Linked DNA regions of Oryctolagus cuniculus: region 1 is linked to region 2. A link is a contact called in public Hi-C data. All regions are on one chromosome and are shown on one strand. Each heading gives the region's core, a stretch centred on a gene start, on an enhancer-like site or on the middle of the called end of the contact. The rest is flanking DNA. Distances are from core to core; before and after follow the strand shown. Region 1 holds the start of IRF8 (interferon regulatory factor 8). Region 2 has its middle 24 kb from the start of COX4I1.

Evidence for each region. Hi-C and Micro-C count contacts between places; a contact is called where the count stands out from the background.
Region 1: a Hi-C map of liver shows a contact between it and region 2, with 7 times the contacts expected there. The contact joins the promoter of IRF8 here to the enhancer-like site in region 2. A contact is called at or near these places in 2 of 6 Hi-C or Micro-C datasets (liver and an unstated tissue).

What each region holds. Positions count from the first base shown.
Region 1 is chr18:67,002,939-67,009,898 of mOryCun1.1, reverse strand. It overlaps IRF8 (interferon regulatory factor 8), which reads right to left and starts at 4,528. Exons shown (of 9, transcript XM_051829272.2): 1 at 4,383-4,528; 2 at 1,297-1,471. The coding sequence starts at 1,470.
Region 2 is chr18:66,944,979-66,952,768 of mOryCun1.1, reverse strand. No RefSeq gene overlaps it. Among named protein-coding and RNA genes, the nearest start is that of COX4I1, 24 kb to the right of the region's middle. Within about 2 kb of position 4,063, at least 1 of the 8 cell types and tissues checked has an H3K27ac peak or open chromatin away from gene starts, as enhancers often do.

The DNA of each region.
Region 1 (6,960 bases), core at 3,279-5,778, 57 kb before region 2:
GCCGGCGAGAGCGCACACCCTCACAGGGCCGTCAGGAGCTGGCACCAGACTCTCACGGAGAAGAATCGGACGTGCACACGCCACAGAACCATGCAGAGGCTCAGCCCCTCGGCCGCCTCGGGTCCACAGAACAAGGGCAGCTGAGGGGCGTCTTAAGCCGACCTTGACTTACTCACATTCCCTCTGGGGTCACAGTGTGACCTCTCTTCCCTCTTACACTTGGGTCTGAGACAGCCCCCCAGGCCTCCAGGGCTGTCGTGGGTCCTGCTGGGCTGTGCTCCCCAACCTGGTCTGATTCTGGCCCCTCCCCACACTCCATGTCCCCTGCCTGTCCCCAGTCCCCGGATGCCCACGTAACGAGCAGGCTGGCAGCGGTCTGCAGACCACCTGTGGTGCAGCTGTCTGCAAACGTGGAAGTCTGGGCTGACTTTGACCTGGGGCTTTGAATCACCGAGGGCTGGAACCTGGGCATCTGGGGCTTTAGAGACGCCCAGGGGGACTAAGAACCCAGCCGGGCTGCAGAGCTGGCCTGCCCTGGGCCAGGTCTCCTGTAGGAATCTAGCAAGAAGCCTCTGCTCACTGGTGGGGCCAGGGGCACGTGGGGGGGGGGGGGGCTGCATCCGAACACCGGCTCACAGTCCAGGAAAAGCTGGAGACCCCGGATGAGCGACCCCCTCTTGGTGCCCCCGCAGAGTGAGGGTGAGAATGGCATGGACCACAGACGACTGTGCGAGAGGAAAACAACCCAGCAGGCCGGGCCTGGCCCAGAACACACCCTCCGCCACCAGGAACTCCGGACGGCTCCTCTGTGCGTGGGCAGGTGCTGCCCTCAGGGGAGACAGCACTGTTTAGTCACTGCTGCTAGCTCAGGACCACCTCTCCCCGCGTGACCGGACCCCCTCTCCGGCGTGACCGGCCCCAGAGGGAATGGCAGTCGGGGCCTCAGTCTCCCCCGCTGGCCCTAGAACGCCACACACAGGTGACGTCACCCCATGATGTCGTCACCGCAGAGAGCAAAGGTCTTAGCGTGAGGGTCCTGTGGGAGCCCTTCCCCTCCCTGGGCGGGTCCTCAGGGGACAGAAACACAGAGCAGAGAAGGACGCGCCCCAGACCTCCTCACTGGAAAAATGCTCCCCACACAGGGGGCCCCAAAACCACGCAGATGGTTTAACATGGCCAAGCCCCCCGGTGTCCTCCTGAGCCCGCTCTGCGCTCCTCCAGCCACATCTGCGTTTCGGACTGGGATGGACGCGGGAGCCCACCCGAAGGGCGTGGCCGGCGCCCGCCCGTCCGCACCTTGAAGATGGACGCGTCCACCTCCTGGTTGTAGTCCTGCTTGCCGGCATGCTTCCAGGGGATCCGGAACATGCTCTTCTCGTCGTTTTCCCAGATCAGCCCCGGGTACATGTTGCTGTCAATCTGCTCGATCAGCCACTGCCGAAGCCGCCGGCCGCCGTTCCGGTCACACATCCTTGGGAAGACAGAAAACCTACTCTGTGACGTGTGTCACGCGTGCTGTCCCACAGTCACGGCAACCCAGGCAAACCAGAGGTTCGCAGCAAAGGTGCTGGCTGGGGGAAACCCAGGGGCTCCGGGACCCCGGCCCCCCGCCAGGAGAAGCCCCCGAGGGCTTCCCGACTCCAAGTCCTGAACCAAAACTGAAAGCTCCCCGGGGGCGCGGCGGCCAGCCTCCCAGCCAGTGCCACCCGGTTCTGGCTGAATCCTCGCAGGCAAACGCAGCCACACCGCCGAGCTCCGCCCTGAGCATGAGACGGAGCGGACTCACTGAAGTGCACGGATCTCCCGTAGGCGGCCATTCCCCTCGGAACCAAGCTGACCAAGGACACCCAGCAGGACCTGCGTCCCAGGGTAGAATCCGGCCCCTGTGCAGCCCGCGAGGCCACCGCTCCCAGGCTGCTCCTGGACAGCGGCTTCGTGATACGGGCTGAGTCGGGAAAAGAGAGAAATGGGGTCCCCTTCTAGCCTCGCCACCTCTCAGCAGGGGGAGCCGGGAGCATCAGTGACCCCGTCCTGGCTGAAAATCATGATGACCACGGGCACTTGTGTTTGCAGCATTTGATGCACCTGGGGCGGTGCCGGGACCTCAGCAACCCTCCCTCGGTAAGAGGGCAACGGGCCGTGTCCCCCGGGAGCCCCTCCCACGTCAGTGTGAGAGGACTGTGGCTCCAGATGGAGCAAGGCAGGCCACACCCTGATGGAGGGGCCCAGCCGTGCAAGGGAGCCCAGATCCCCGCGGGAAGGGCTCTCCTCCTGGAACAGACAGCTTTACACTGGAGAGGGAGGGGGCGGTAGGGGGCAGAGGGGACGGGGAGGGGAGGAGAGGGCGATGAAGCCGTACCGACCATCAGCCAGCAGTTACAAGAACAGTGCTGGAAATCCCCTAGGCAGCTGGACAGACGCCCACCCCAAAAAAAATTGTAGCAAAAAGCACTATTTTACTCTTCTGATTAAAATGTGACCGCTTTAGGCAAACAAGCTTTAACCAACTGGCGGAAACAAGAGACAACGTCCCCAAGAATGTGGCCAAGCAGTGGTCAGCGCCGGCTGTGAGAAGTGTGCCTCTTGGCAACCTGAGGCTCCCTGCAGGCGGCTGTGCGGGGCCAGGGACCAGCGAGAGGGAGGCCAGGTCCCCCAGGGCCAGCGCTCACTTCTCCAGCCACCAACCCCAGCCGCCCAGCTGATTTCAAAGGAGGCGATGGGCGTGCGACAGAAACTGGACCTGAGCCTCTCCAGGACCCCGGCATAGCCAAGGGACCCCTCGCGGAGATGGTGAATTCTAAAGCAGCCACCGTGTCTATAAGAAGGGACGCAGGCGGAGCGGGAGCCTCGGGAGAGAGAGGAATGAAACACAGTCAGGTAGAGAGAGGCGCCTGACCCTGTGCCTCCCAGAGCACAGCACAGCCGGGTGCAGAGTCCTACAGCTTTTCCCAGGGGATGCAAAAGACCCTGGGGGGGGTGGGGGGAGGGGTGCTGTAGGAGCACAGCAGCGGGGCGGGTGCTCCTGCCCACCCCCACCCCGCCGCCCTGGAAGCCCCGTGCTAGGGCGCCCTCACTTGCTCACAGCATCCCTAGCAGGTTCGTAACTCCCAAACCCGGACAGTCGGGTGATTTCTGGAGAAAACGGGGCAAAGAGAAAGAGAAAGAGAAACAGCAGTGAAAGGAGAGTGAGTCACGGGGCAGCCCGGCAGGGAGACACCGGGAGTCGTCCCCACCAGCCCCTCTCGGCTCCGAGGGAAAAGTGAGGTGCAGGACCCCTGCCGCGGCCCCGGGCTCTGCCACTGAGAGCCGTGAGTGCCTTCCCGGGTCCCATCCCACCCACAGCCCTGGCCCAAGGACCTTTGCGATCCCTGCCGATTCTAGGCACTGTGAAAAGCCTAGGATTCCACGGGCGTTACAAACATGATCCATAATGATTTACAGAAGACCAACAAAGCGATTCCACCGAACGCCGCCGCCGCCAGGAAAAATCGGTGCCCAGTCACATGCTCCCGACTTCCTCTTCCTCCGTGTTGAAGCGATGGTTCTATCCGCCAGCTCCTATCTGCAGTTAATCTGAGTCCCCATAAATGCGTCCAGGGGTCAGGCTTCCCAGGGCAGCCTCTGCCCCCGCCTCCCCGTCCACACGGAGGACACAGCAGGCACCTGCTCCCGCCACGGGGCTGCGGGGTGCCCACTCTGGTCCCTGCAAGCCCTCACCACCCCTGGACCGACAGGCATCAAAGCCATTTCCCTCCCTGGCCCCAGTCAGGGGACAGACACACTGCCAGCCCCCAGGGGAGGAAGCTGCCACACCCCAGGGGCACAGGTTCAGGGCGTCCTTCTCCGTTGGTTTAAAAAAAAAAAAAAAAGGTAGGCACCATAGGTTGGGAGGAGACTTAACAATTTTGGAAACGTGCGTGTCCAGCGTCCACTCCTCAGCACCGCCCAGCCCTGGGCGGCTGCCCGGCTCATTTCACAGCCTAACGACTTTCTGAGCTGTGCCTTCCACACTCCCTTTCCTGCCTGGGCTGTGATGGAAGCCAAGGACCCCAGCCCAGACTCGGAACTGAGAGCAGTCATTCACCAGAACTGCCCAGGCCAACCCCGGCGCACCGGCGGCCAGGACCCTCCAGCCCCCTCCCCCAGGACTCCAGGGGCCATAGGGCAGGTCTCGGCATTGGACGAAAAATAAGACTTGTTGTTGGCCACCCATCTTTGGGGACAGACCAAGGGCAACCCTCGCCCCGGGCGCTCACCGCGGCCCCACGAGGCCAGGGAGCAAGGCAGGGCGAAACCGAGGCACAGGGGGCGGCCTCCGGCTCCACCCTGGAAAGCCTCGCGGCTTCGCCCCGCGCGCAGCCCATCCCGCCCAGCGAGCCTACCTGCCGCCGCCCGCGTTCGCGCCCGCCGCCCGCGTTCCCACGCTCGCCGCCGCGCTCCCGGCGACGCAGCCCCGGGCTCCCGGCGGCGGCGCGGTTTTAAGGGGCAGGGCGGGCCCGGCGCGCCGAGCGACGGCCTCGCGGGCCAATGGCGCGCGAGAAGCGTGCGCGCGCCGCCCAATCGGCTCGGCCCGGTTGACCCGCCTTCTCCTAAACGCCGGCCTTTCCGAGAAACCACTTTGCTGGCCGAGCGCCCGCGTGCGGCGTGGCCGAGGGTCCAGGGCCTCTTCCGGAGCCGCCACCTAGCCCCTCGCGTCGGGCTGGGGGTCCGTGGGCGGCGCGGGAGGGGGGTTCCCGGAGAAATTCCCGAGGGGGCGCAGGGGCGTCGCGTTAGGGTAAAGAGGGTGATGGGGCCCGGCCAGGGCAGGGGTCCGTGCTTCCTCTGCCCCCACCCAAGGCCCCCGGCTCGGGCCCACTTCCTGGAGCAGCACCAGACGAGCGCGCCCCACCCCCGACCCGCGGAAGGCTCCAGGCACGTGTCCTCGCTGCGCGGCCTTCGGAGACCAGCCGCCGGCCAGTGGCCCCGCGCGGTGTCCACTCCTGACGTGCGAGAGCCAGGGGGCCCCTCGGGAAAGCCGCCGTCGCACAGTCGCGGCCGAGGGAAGGGGGCCCCCGCGCCCTGCGCCCGGAGCCCCTGCAGCGCCCGCGGCCGGTGCACCTGCGCCCCGTGCACCTGCGCCCGTCCTGGTGTGAGCTGGGAGTTAGCGGAAGCGTGGCGGTGGCCGTGGGGGCCACATTGCGGACGGAAAGAGAAACCGGGAGAGCCGAACAAGGAAGCTTTTCCCTGTCCCCTCCGAAAGGAGGAAGCCCGGGGTCGCAGCTGATTGACAGCCCCAGCTTACCCGGCTGCCTCACGCGCTGGGCTTTTCCAAGAGAATGTCTGAAAAAAGGCATCTGCCCCAGAATACAAAAACCGCTGCAAACTTTAAAAACGTTCAGATAAAATCCTCAAAACGTGGCAACTCCATGAATGTAATTATCGCTCAGTAAATGTCTCCGATCTGAAAACCATTTGCAAGTTAGAAAATACCTGGTATGAATTTCTTCATACAATTACAAAGTCCCCGGCACCAAACAATTTCAAATGAACTTATTTTTTAAACGGGCGAGTTCTTTACGCTTCCCCAGATGGAGGTGGGGCTGTTTGAATGTTTGCTGTGTTGCGCGGTGCAGCTCCCAGAGCTCAGAGCACATCGGAAGCCTTTGAAGAGGTTTTTTTTTTTTTCCACAGATCTGCCTCTGGAGTCCCCGACACCGACTTCCCCCAGCGCTGTCCCTGCTCGCGGACTCCGCCCTGCACCTGCCCCAAGGAGCGAGCGGGAGCGGGGAGCGAGCAGAAGTGGGAGGCACTGCTGGCGGTAGATGTCACTGCAGGTCCAGCAGGCGTCCTCACCAGCCGCCTCCCTGCCTGGGGAGGGCTCCCAGCTGCTCTGGGCATCCCTCGAGCCCCCACCGCGTGCCCAGGACAGCACGGGCACACGATGGGCGGGCTGTCTCCGATGGTCCTGCACCCCCAGCAACTCGCAGTCCCAAGGAATCCACGCTCACTTCCACGGCAGCCCCCTCCCTCCTCGCCACGCCCCCAGCGAGGGCCTTTCTGTCTGGCAGCTTCCCCGTGGTTGTCACAGGGGTCTCCTCCTGCCGTCCTTGTCCCTGGGGCAAGAGGAAGAACCCACACTGTGGCCCCGTGGTCACAGGTGAGGGACGTCTGGAAGCAGGGACCCAGGGACACCCCTCTGGGTCCCCTCCCCGCCCCACCACACAGCCCCTTGGAGGCTGCCTCAGACCGGTTCCCACCAACCCACCAGTGGTCCGAAGCCCTGGCAGCCCCTCCCTCCCTCAGGGAGCCCCTGTGCTTTCTCCCCACCCCCCTGACTCCTATCTTCCTGAGCCCCACAAACCACCTCCTCCTCCTCATCTCTCTGCCCACTTCTCCCACGGCCCTCCCCTCCCAAGTGTCAATCTTTCTCAGTGGGCAGTGACCGAGAACCGGCCTGGGGGCAGATCCCTGAGGGCCTCCCGCTCTGCCAGGGTCCGCCTAGACGACACCGTGTCCCCCAGAGCTCCAGCCCCAGCATGATTACCGGGGGGTGGCAGGCAGGGTCAGAGACCCCCGAGGAAGCCATCAGCAAGCCAGGAGGACACTCCCCAGAGCCCACTGTCCTGGCTCCCAGAGCTGTGGCTTCCAGCCTCCGTGGCTGCCGGAGTTGATCGGTTCAGCCCCAGGTCAGGGTCCACAGTCCGAGCTCAGACGGGGCCCAGCGTGGGCGGTGCAGCTGGCGTAAGCGTCCGACAGGGTCTCCTACCTGTGCTCCCCGCATCGGATCAAGTCTATCCCCTTGGCCCTGTCGCCTGCACTTGAACAGGTGCCCCTCCCCCTCAAGACAGGAATGAGGGTGACGGGCACTCCTCCGGTTTCACACCGAAGCTGCTCCGACCCCGCCCGGCAGCGAATCAGAGCTCTGCAGATTGCTGCCAGGAGGAGGTGTCCCGCCCCCTCCTCAGCCCCGGCTCTGGCAGG
Region 2 (7,790 bases), core at 2,814-5,313:
GGGTGGGCGGCCTGGTGGTTAAGATGCGGCTTACGACTCAAGTGTCCGCTCTCCTTGCGGGGCTGTGGAAGCCCAGGAGCTGGGGCCCGAGGGCCACGGCAGGGTGAGTGTCCGGGGGCTCTCTCCCTGTATTTGACCCCGTGTTGGTTTGCAGGAGTGCTGTGGAAACCAAGGGAGGCGTTCTGCTCCCAGGAGATCTCGAGGAGGAGTGTCGCAGCAGCAGCAGCCGTAGCCGTTGGATCGGGCTGTAGAGGAGACGCTAGAGGGGTTCAGCCGTGAATGCTGGAGGTGGAGTTCTTGCAGAATGTGGAGGCACCAAAGCAGTTCTAGAAACAAGGGGCATTTTCTTAGGAGCTGGTGGCATGCTTGGAAAATACGTAGACCGAAAGCTGTTGAAATGCCGTATGGAGCTGCCCATTCTGCCGAAGTTCCGAAACCTTTCATCATGCAAATAATTTCCCTGCTTGTTTTATAATATAAAACCAGGAGCCGGTGCCGTGGCTTAGCAGGTCAAGCCACCACCCGCAGTGCTGGCATCCTGTATGCCCACCAGTTCGAGTCCCAGCTGCTCCACTTCTGGTCCAGCTTCTTGCTAATGTGCCTAGAAAAGCTGGGAGGGTGGCCCAGGTACTTGGGCCCCTGCACACAAGTGGGAGGCCTAAAAGAAGCTCCCGGCTCCTGGCTTGGGTCTGGCCCAGCCCCATCCATTGAGGCCATTTGGGGAGTGAACCAGTGGATGGAAGACCTCTCTCTCTAACTCTGCCTTTCAAAATAAATAAATCTTTATATACATATAACTTTATATATACATACATACACATATGCATACATATTTATATATATACATGTAAAGTTATATGTTTGTTTATAATATATATATATATATATATATATATAAAATAACTCCTGTCAAAACTGATGACATCCATTGTCTCTAAACTTTAGTTTCACTGTTCTGGTATATGTTTTAACAAGTAAAATGTATAAATGAAAACTGAATCCATGCAGCAGGGACAGCATGACCAGTGGCCCTGGCTTTCTGGGTTGGATCCCTTTGGGCCCCCCAGTAGGCCTAGTTGGGCACCAGGAGTCCTGGGAGCTCCGTGCCACACAGCGAGCCCGTGGCCAGGCGTGGGAAGGACATTAACCAAGCAGCATCGAATGCTGGCACAGCACGGTGGGGCCCAGTGTCCGCGCGTGCTGGCCTGCGTCCAGGTCGCCTTCACCACGTGCTGAAGAGGCACTGCCCTCAAACCTCGCCTGGGGCTGCTGCGAGGGGAGCTAGTAAACAGGGACAACGCAACCCAAGCGCACCCTCAAATTAGGCAGCTGGCCTCGGGAGAGAAGTTGAGGGGGCTCCGGGTGGGACAGTTTTGAATTAGGAATTTCTTTCTTTTCTTTTTTGAAAATTTATTCATTTACTTGAAAGTCAGATTACAATAAGGGAGAGGAGAGAGGTCTTCCTTCCACTGGTTCACTCCCCAAATAACCACAATGCCCAGAGCTGGGCCAAGCCAGAGCCGGGAGCCAGGAGCTTCTTCCAGGTCTCCCACATGGGGACAGGGGCCCAGGCACTTGGTCCGTCCTCTGCTGCTTTCCCACGTGCATTAGCAGGGAGCTCAATCAGAAGTGGAGCAGCCGGGACTTGAGCCAGTGCCCACAGGGGATGTTGGCACTGCAGGCCGTGGCTGTAACCTGCTACACCGCTGCAGTGCAGTGAACCCATGTGCCCAGCAAGGCCCTGACTGGCAACTACGCACGACCTCCCCTGTGTTATTTTGAAGTTGACCTCAGAGATGAGGTTATTTCTCCTGAAAATATTTCAGAGTGTGGTACGGTAAGGGCTCTTTGGAACACAAACAGAATGTATGACATCCCGCCTTATCAGGGTTTTGACTTGTCGTTACATGTCTGCTCAGTGGAGAGGGTTGTGGGTACTGGATTCTGGGGAGGTGCGTGCAAGTTCTAAAGTGTCAAACCCTGAAGAACGTTGCTCACCAGGAGGCCAGCGAGAGCAGTGGAGGGGCTCAGGGCGGTGACCCACACAAAGTAGAGTGGACCCCTGACCCTAGAGAGGGTGGCCCTTCCCTGGCACCTGGCACTTGGTTGTTGGGAGGGTTTCCTCTGCTCACAAAACCGATGAAGGGAGGGTGAGGTACACAGTAATGGGTAAAACCAAATCAGTGTGTGAACGCAGGAAGCCACTTCACACTGCTTGATGAGCGTTCCAGAGCGGATGCATCCCAGATGTCAGCGAAGTGATCATGGGGAAAACGGGGCAGCTTCCTTCTCAATTTTGGGTTGAATTGTTTCTCCCAAAAAGATACGTTGAGGCCTTAATCCCCAGTACTTGTGAATGTGCACTTATTTGGAAATGGGAACTTTGCAGTGTCACTGGGTTAAGGTGGGGTCACGCTGGGTTAGAGTCTGGGCCCTGATCCAGGGATGGGTGTCCTTATAAGGAGAGGGCGATCTGGAACGAGACGCGAGGGGAATAACACTGACCGCAGAGCCGAGCATTGGAGTGCCGCATCCTCGGCCTCGGAGCTCCAGGATGGCCGTGCTCCCTCGGCCGCTCCTCGCGTCTCCGGAGGGAGGAAGGCCCTGCCGACACCTCGGGGCGGACGTGGGCCGGGGGAGCCGTCAGAGCGGTTTCTCTGTGAAGCCCCCAGTTTGCAGTGTTCTATCAGGGCAGCCCCGAGAAGCTGCCGCGGCTGCCTTGCTGAGTAGGCTGAGTGAAACGCCTCTGCCACCCAGCGGGAGACCCAGTTTTCTCCTCACTCAGCAGTTCAGGGAAACTCACCTAAGACTTCCCCACTCGTCAGAAGCGAACCAGCCTCAGACACCGAACAGCGCGCTTCGCGCTTGGAAGACAGGCCCGGGCGCTCGTGGGCGCGGCAGCTGTGCTGCCCGTGTCCCTGCAGAGTCCTGGTTGAGGCCGGGCTCTGACTCCCGATGCAGGCCCTGCACGGCAGCAGGCGAGAGCTCAAGCAGTTGGGTCTCCGCCACCTGCCTGGGAGGCCTGGATGGAGCTCCTGGCTGTGGCCAGGCCCAGCCCTAGCCATTGTGGACATCTGGGAAGTGAGCCGGCAGGTAGGAGCAGTCTCCTGCTGTCGCAGAGGGTGCGGCACGCCCGTCAGTCAGCAGTTCCCCTTCCGGGACGTGGAGCTTCGGCCAGCCAGCCTGGCCGTCCACGTGCAGCTGTGAAGCCGGGGTTGAGGGTGAGGGGACACTTTCGGTGGCGGGCCGATGTGCTCACAGCCATCGAGGGAGCCCGTGGACACCCAGGCCGTTCAGGCGGGGAGAAATGTTTTTAAATTCTGTTTGTTCGGGATAATTGGAATTTCAGAGACAAGACTGAAAGCTTAGCTCTGCAGAGCAGACCTGCACGCCCAGGAGTATGAAAAAAAGCATAGGAGAGGCCCCTGGCTTGGAGCAGGACTGAGAGGTGGACAAGTGGATGGATCATTCCCAACCCAGCAGGCAGACCACAGCGATGGCTGTGTGAGAAGTGCTTTACTGTGTCCAGGACTTTCCACCTGACAGCTGCCAGGACCTTCCAGAAGGGAGCGTAGAGTCCAGTTTCTCCGCATGGAGGACTGGAAGTCAGTGCAGCCCCTGAAGAGGAGGCAGTGTCCCGCGGGGAGACAGAGCGGGGTGGGGAGGTGGCCTGGGAGGGAGTCCGGAGAGAAGACGGGAGCAGGGAAAATGTGCCAGCACCGGCTCGTGCCAGGGAGTCAGGGCGTTTTGTCCCGTGATCCTCCCAGTGACCGCTGGGACAGGTCTTACAGCCCTGCTTCACAGAGAGGTCAGAGCCTGGGGACCTGCCCAGGGACACACAGCACTCGGACACTCCCACCTCTGCAGAACCACACGGCCCGCCCCACACCTGTGACCTCTCCCAGCTGGGACATGGCCCTGTGCACTGGGGCAGGTGCTGGCACGCAGAGCTCCGGTCCCACTTTCCAGGCTAGCCACAGGCAGGGGAGACACCGCAGACCCATGGCCCGGCCTTCAGCTAGCTTGGCCTGCCACCAGCTCTCCTCCTCCACAGCCCTGGGAACAGAGGGCTCCATGGGGAACTGAAAGAGCCACCTGACCCAGCTGGAGTGGGGGAGCCTGGTTCATGGGGACAGGGTCAAACCGTGTTCACATTTGTGTTTTGTTCTCGGACCACATTTCCAAAGCTTGCCTTCCCTGGTCTCCGTGCACCCCTTGCGAGCCCACCGTCATCTCCCTTCTTCACCTGTCTGTCCCTGGGCCTCTCACAGAGCTCGGCCAGCAGTAAGCATTGGCTTCATCCTGGTCAGTGGCTGACTGGAGCAGGGTTCGGGGCTGTGGGCACTGAGGCGGAGACTGAGAAGAGAGACAGGGCCTTGTCCGGGAAGTGCTGGGAACTGGAGGAGTTGCCTGGACTCCCCCCCCCCCCCCAGCTCTGAGCTCTGTCAGCTGTGCCGAGTGCTGGGCACGGGCTTTGGTGGCCACCTCTGGTCCTGCCTGTGCCCCCTCCCTCAGGCCCCTAACACTTGGGACGTTTCGTGGATGTCATTCTGCTCCTGTATTCTGGGACTGTCATCACACCCGCCCTTGAACTTAGTAACTGAGCTCTGCCGGTTGCTTCCTTGTTCTTGCGGCATCTCCGTCTGCTCCATGTACATTTGCTCCTTGTCTCAGCTCAGGTGGGCTGGTCCTCCCAGTCAAGGCGTCTCTGAGTGCCTGAGAGCCCGCACAGCCAGCGTCCCTGTGTGGGCTGGGCTTCATGTGACCTCTGTTCTCTAGAGATCCACTGCCCACCTGCAGCCTGAACGGGCTCAGGCCCCTGCTCTGTGGGAAGCCACGTGCTCGCGGGCTCACGGGCTCACGGGCTGCTCTGTGCTGAGGGCGGGAGAGCCTGTCTGCCAGCACCGCGAGTGAGGACCCCGGGTCACGCTGGGAATAAACCCCTGGGTGCAGGCTGTGCTCTGTCCGTCACGGCACCCTGTCACCTGGCTGAGTCACTGCTGTGGGGCTCTGGGGCCTGAATGTGAAGCTGGGGGGGGGGGGCAGGCAAGGCGTGAACAAGAGGTCTCCTGGGGTCACCGAGCTGTAGCGTTCATGATTGTGACTTACATAACCGCTAGGGCCCACTTCCTCATCCAGAAAGGAGCGACTCCTAAGGGCCCAGAGGCCCTTCCACTGCTGGAGTCAGAACCGTCCCGGGAGAGGGTGTCGGGATGTGGCGAGTCCACTGCGGCCCGAGGGCACCCGTGACAGCCCACGTCCTGCCCGGTGCTGGGGACGCCTACTGTCTGTGCTGTCTTGGGATTTGCCCCTTTCTCCTGAAGGTGGAGCCTTTCTGATGCCCTTTTACGCAGTGTTGTTTTATTCTGAATTCTCAGAACGTCCACTCCCATTTTTCTCCGAGAAATAGTTCCAAAATCAAATACAGAGGCATTGACCTAGTCACCGTTTCACTCTGGAGTTTGGAGAGAAACTTGAAGGATCTCGGAAGCCAGTAGCCTGTTTTGAAAATAACTTTCAGTGCTTGCTTCCTACAGTTCAAAGCAGTTAAACCCGCTGTCTGTCGTGGCCTTTTACCTGATCTGTAAAGTCACATGTTTCGTGGACATTTGCTTTCATTTTTTCCTGCAAAAATTCCAAGATGAAGGTCATAGTCCCCATTTGACAGATGAGCCAGCTGAGGCTCAAGGACATAGTGACAAGTCCAGAAGCCTGGTTCACATGTCCTCTACTCCCTCCTCCCCCACCGGAAGGTCGCTTCCGTGCAACTGAGTAAGACTGAGTTGCAGGCACCTATGCCTCACAGGGCCTCCCAGGTAGACCTGCATCGCCTGCCTGGGGGACTGGAGCCTGGTAGCCCACCGCACAGCCTGCTGGTGTTGCTCTGAACCCAGCTTCCTGCCCACAGAGGGCCACCTTGTAGAGCCCAGACCTTTCGCTCCATAGGTCGCCAGTGCTCTCCTCTCTTTGGGAGCCCCTTTTGTAAGTTCAAGTTTGCAACTTACTTGGAAAGTGTGAAAGGTTCAGAGCTAGCCCACAGGTTGCCGGGATACGCCAGACCCTCCCTACAGCTGAGCAGGCCTCTGGAGGAACGAAATGATCCCGGCTGTCGACTCACTTCCTGGTTCAGCCACGCAGCCTCAGGGAGACCGTCTGTTCCGTGCCTGTGGGCTCTGTGTGATTGTGACACAGAGTTCACACACCCAGGAGTGCGTGCTGCAGCACCGCCCCGTGTCCCCTGTGTGGCAGAATTCTGGACACAGGCTTCGAGGCACACCCTCGACATGTCCCCACGGGGCCTTGGGATTGGGGCTGGGAGCCGTTGGTCCGGCACACACGTGTGCACATGGCATAAGAGGGTGAAATGCTGGCACACAGGCAGACACGTTTCCAGCCCACCAGGAACAGCGAGGACAGAGAACTGGGCCCGTCCAGAACCAGCGCCCCAGAGCCCAGTCTGCACGTCTCTGTAGCCTCAAAGCAGACTGTTCACACCACAGCAGTAGGCAGACACGAAGCAGTCGGGGCTTTGCCGGCCAGCCGGGTATTGACGTGTACCAGCACACCCCTGGTGGCCAAGCAGGTGCTGGGCTGCGTTCTGTTTGACCAGTGAGGCTGAATTCTAAGGTCCTCTCTGTCTCTGAGCCAGTGTCCTTCACGGTGCAGGAACAGGGGCTGGAAGCCCAGCGCTGCTGCCCAGACTGCCCTCAGAACAGCCCTCTGTCTCCCCAAGCTGCTCCCCAGCCCCAGGAGTCTGGGGACCAGAGGCTGCTCAGTGCCACCTGGGGCTGGTCACACAGCTGCAGGACGCGGCCCCTCACCCTGCTGGAACCAAGCGGGCTGAGCCTGCCGAGCACGCTGAGCACCGCCCGAATGCATACCTACTTTCTGTCCGTGACTCGCAAGAGCCACCTCCCAGAAAGACACGGCGCCTCTGCATCCAGAACCCCGTATCCTCTCTGGGACCAGCCAGCAGCACCTGTCTACAGAAGCAGCTCTGGAGAGCGGCCCTCAGAGTAGCTGGCAAGGGCGGTGGCACCCTGCCCAGGGCCTTGCAGGGTAGCACCTGTCCCACGTCCCACTAATCCCGCCCCAGGGTCCAGCAGACCCCAGCTCGCTGGAGGAGCAGGTCCCGGAGTGCTGATGGACACTGGAAATGCGGCCTGTCTCGGGGTCCAGCCTGGGCCTGTCAGCCTGACCTGAGTCCCTCCATGGAGATCGATAGGCGCAGGAAGCCGAGTTGTAAACAGGCCATTTCGTGGAGAGCTCTGGGCCAGACAGCCGGAGCTGCAAGAAGCAGATGTTCAACAGCCACAGCAGAGAGGTCGGGGCCGTGCACCCTGCTGGGAGCGCTTACTCCAGAGAGCCAGGAGGGCAGCCGGCGCAGGGCTTGCCACCCCCCGCCGGGGCGCTGCCTGGAGGGGCTGCTGACCAGGGCCTCTGGGGCCCTGCTAGGGTCCCGCAAGGGGAGCTGTCAGACCACAGAAACCATCGCCGTCCCTGCTGTGACCCAGTCCCCAGCATCCTCTCTCTTTTCTCTCCTTTCTTCTCCCCTCCCTCCCGCCCTGCCTTCCCGCTTCCTTCCCTCTGTGTAGCTGAGTTATAACTGATACTCAGCGTTTCCATTTTGCTGGCAAACAGACCAAGCAGGAGAACGTGAGTGGAGCCGTCCCACCACCTGCTCCGTAGGAAAACACATCCATCAGCAGAGGCAGGCATGTTCCGGACGATGCGCCGCTGAGGAACTGCAGAGACGGTCCCCAGGAAGACTGTTCCTCTCCCAGGAGGCC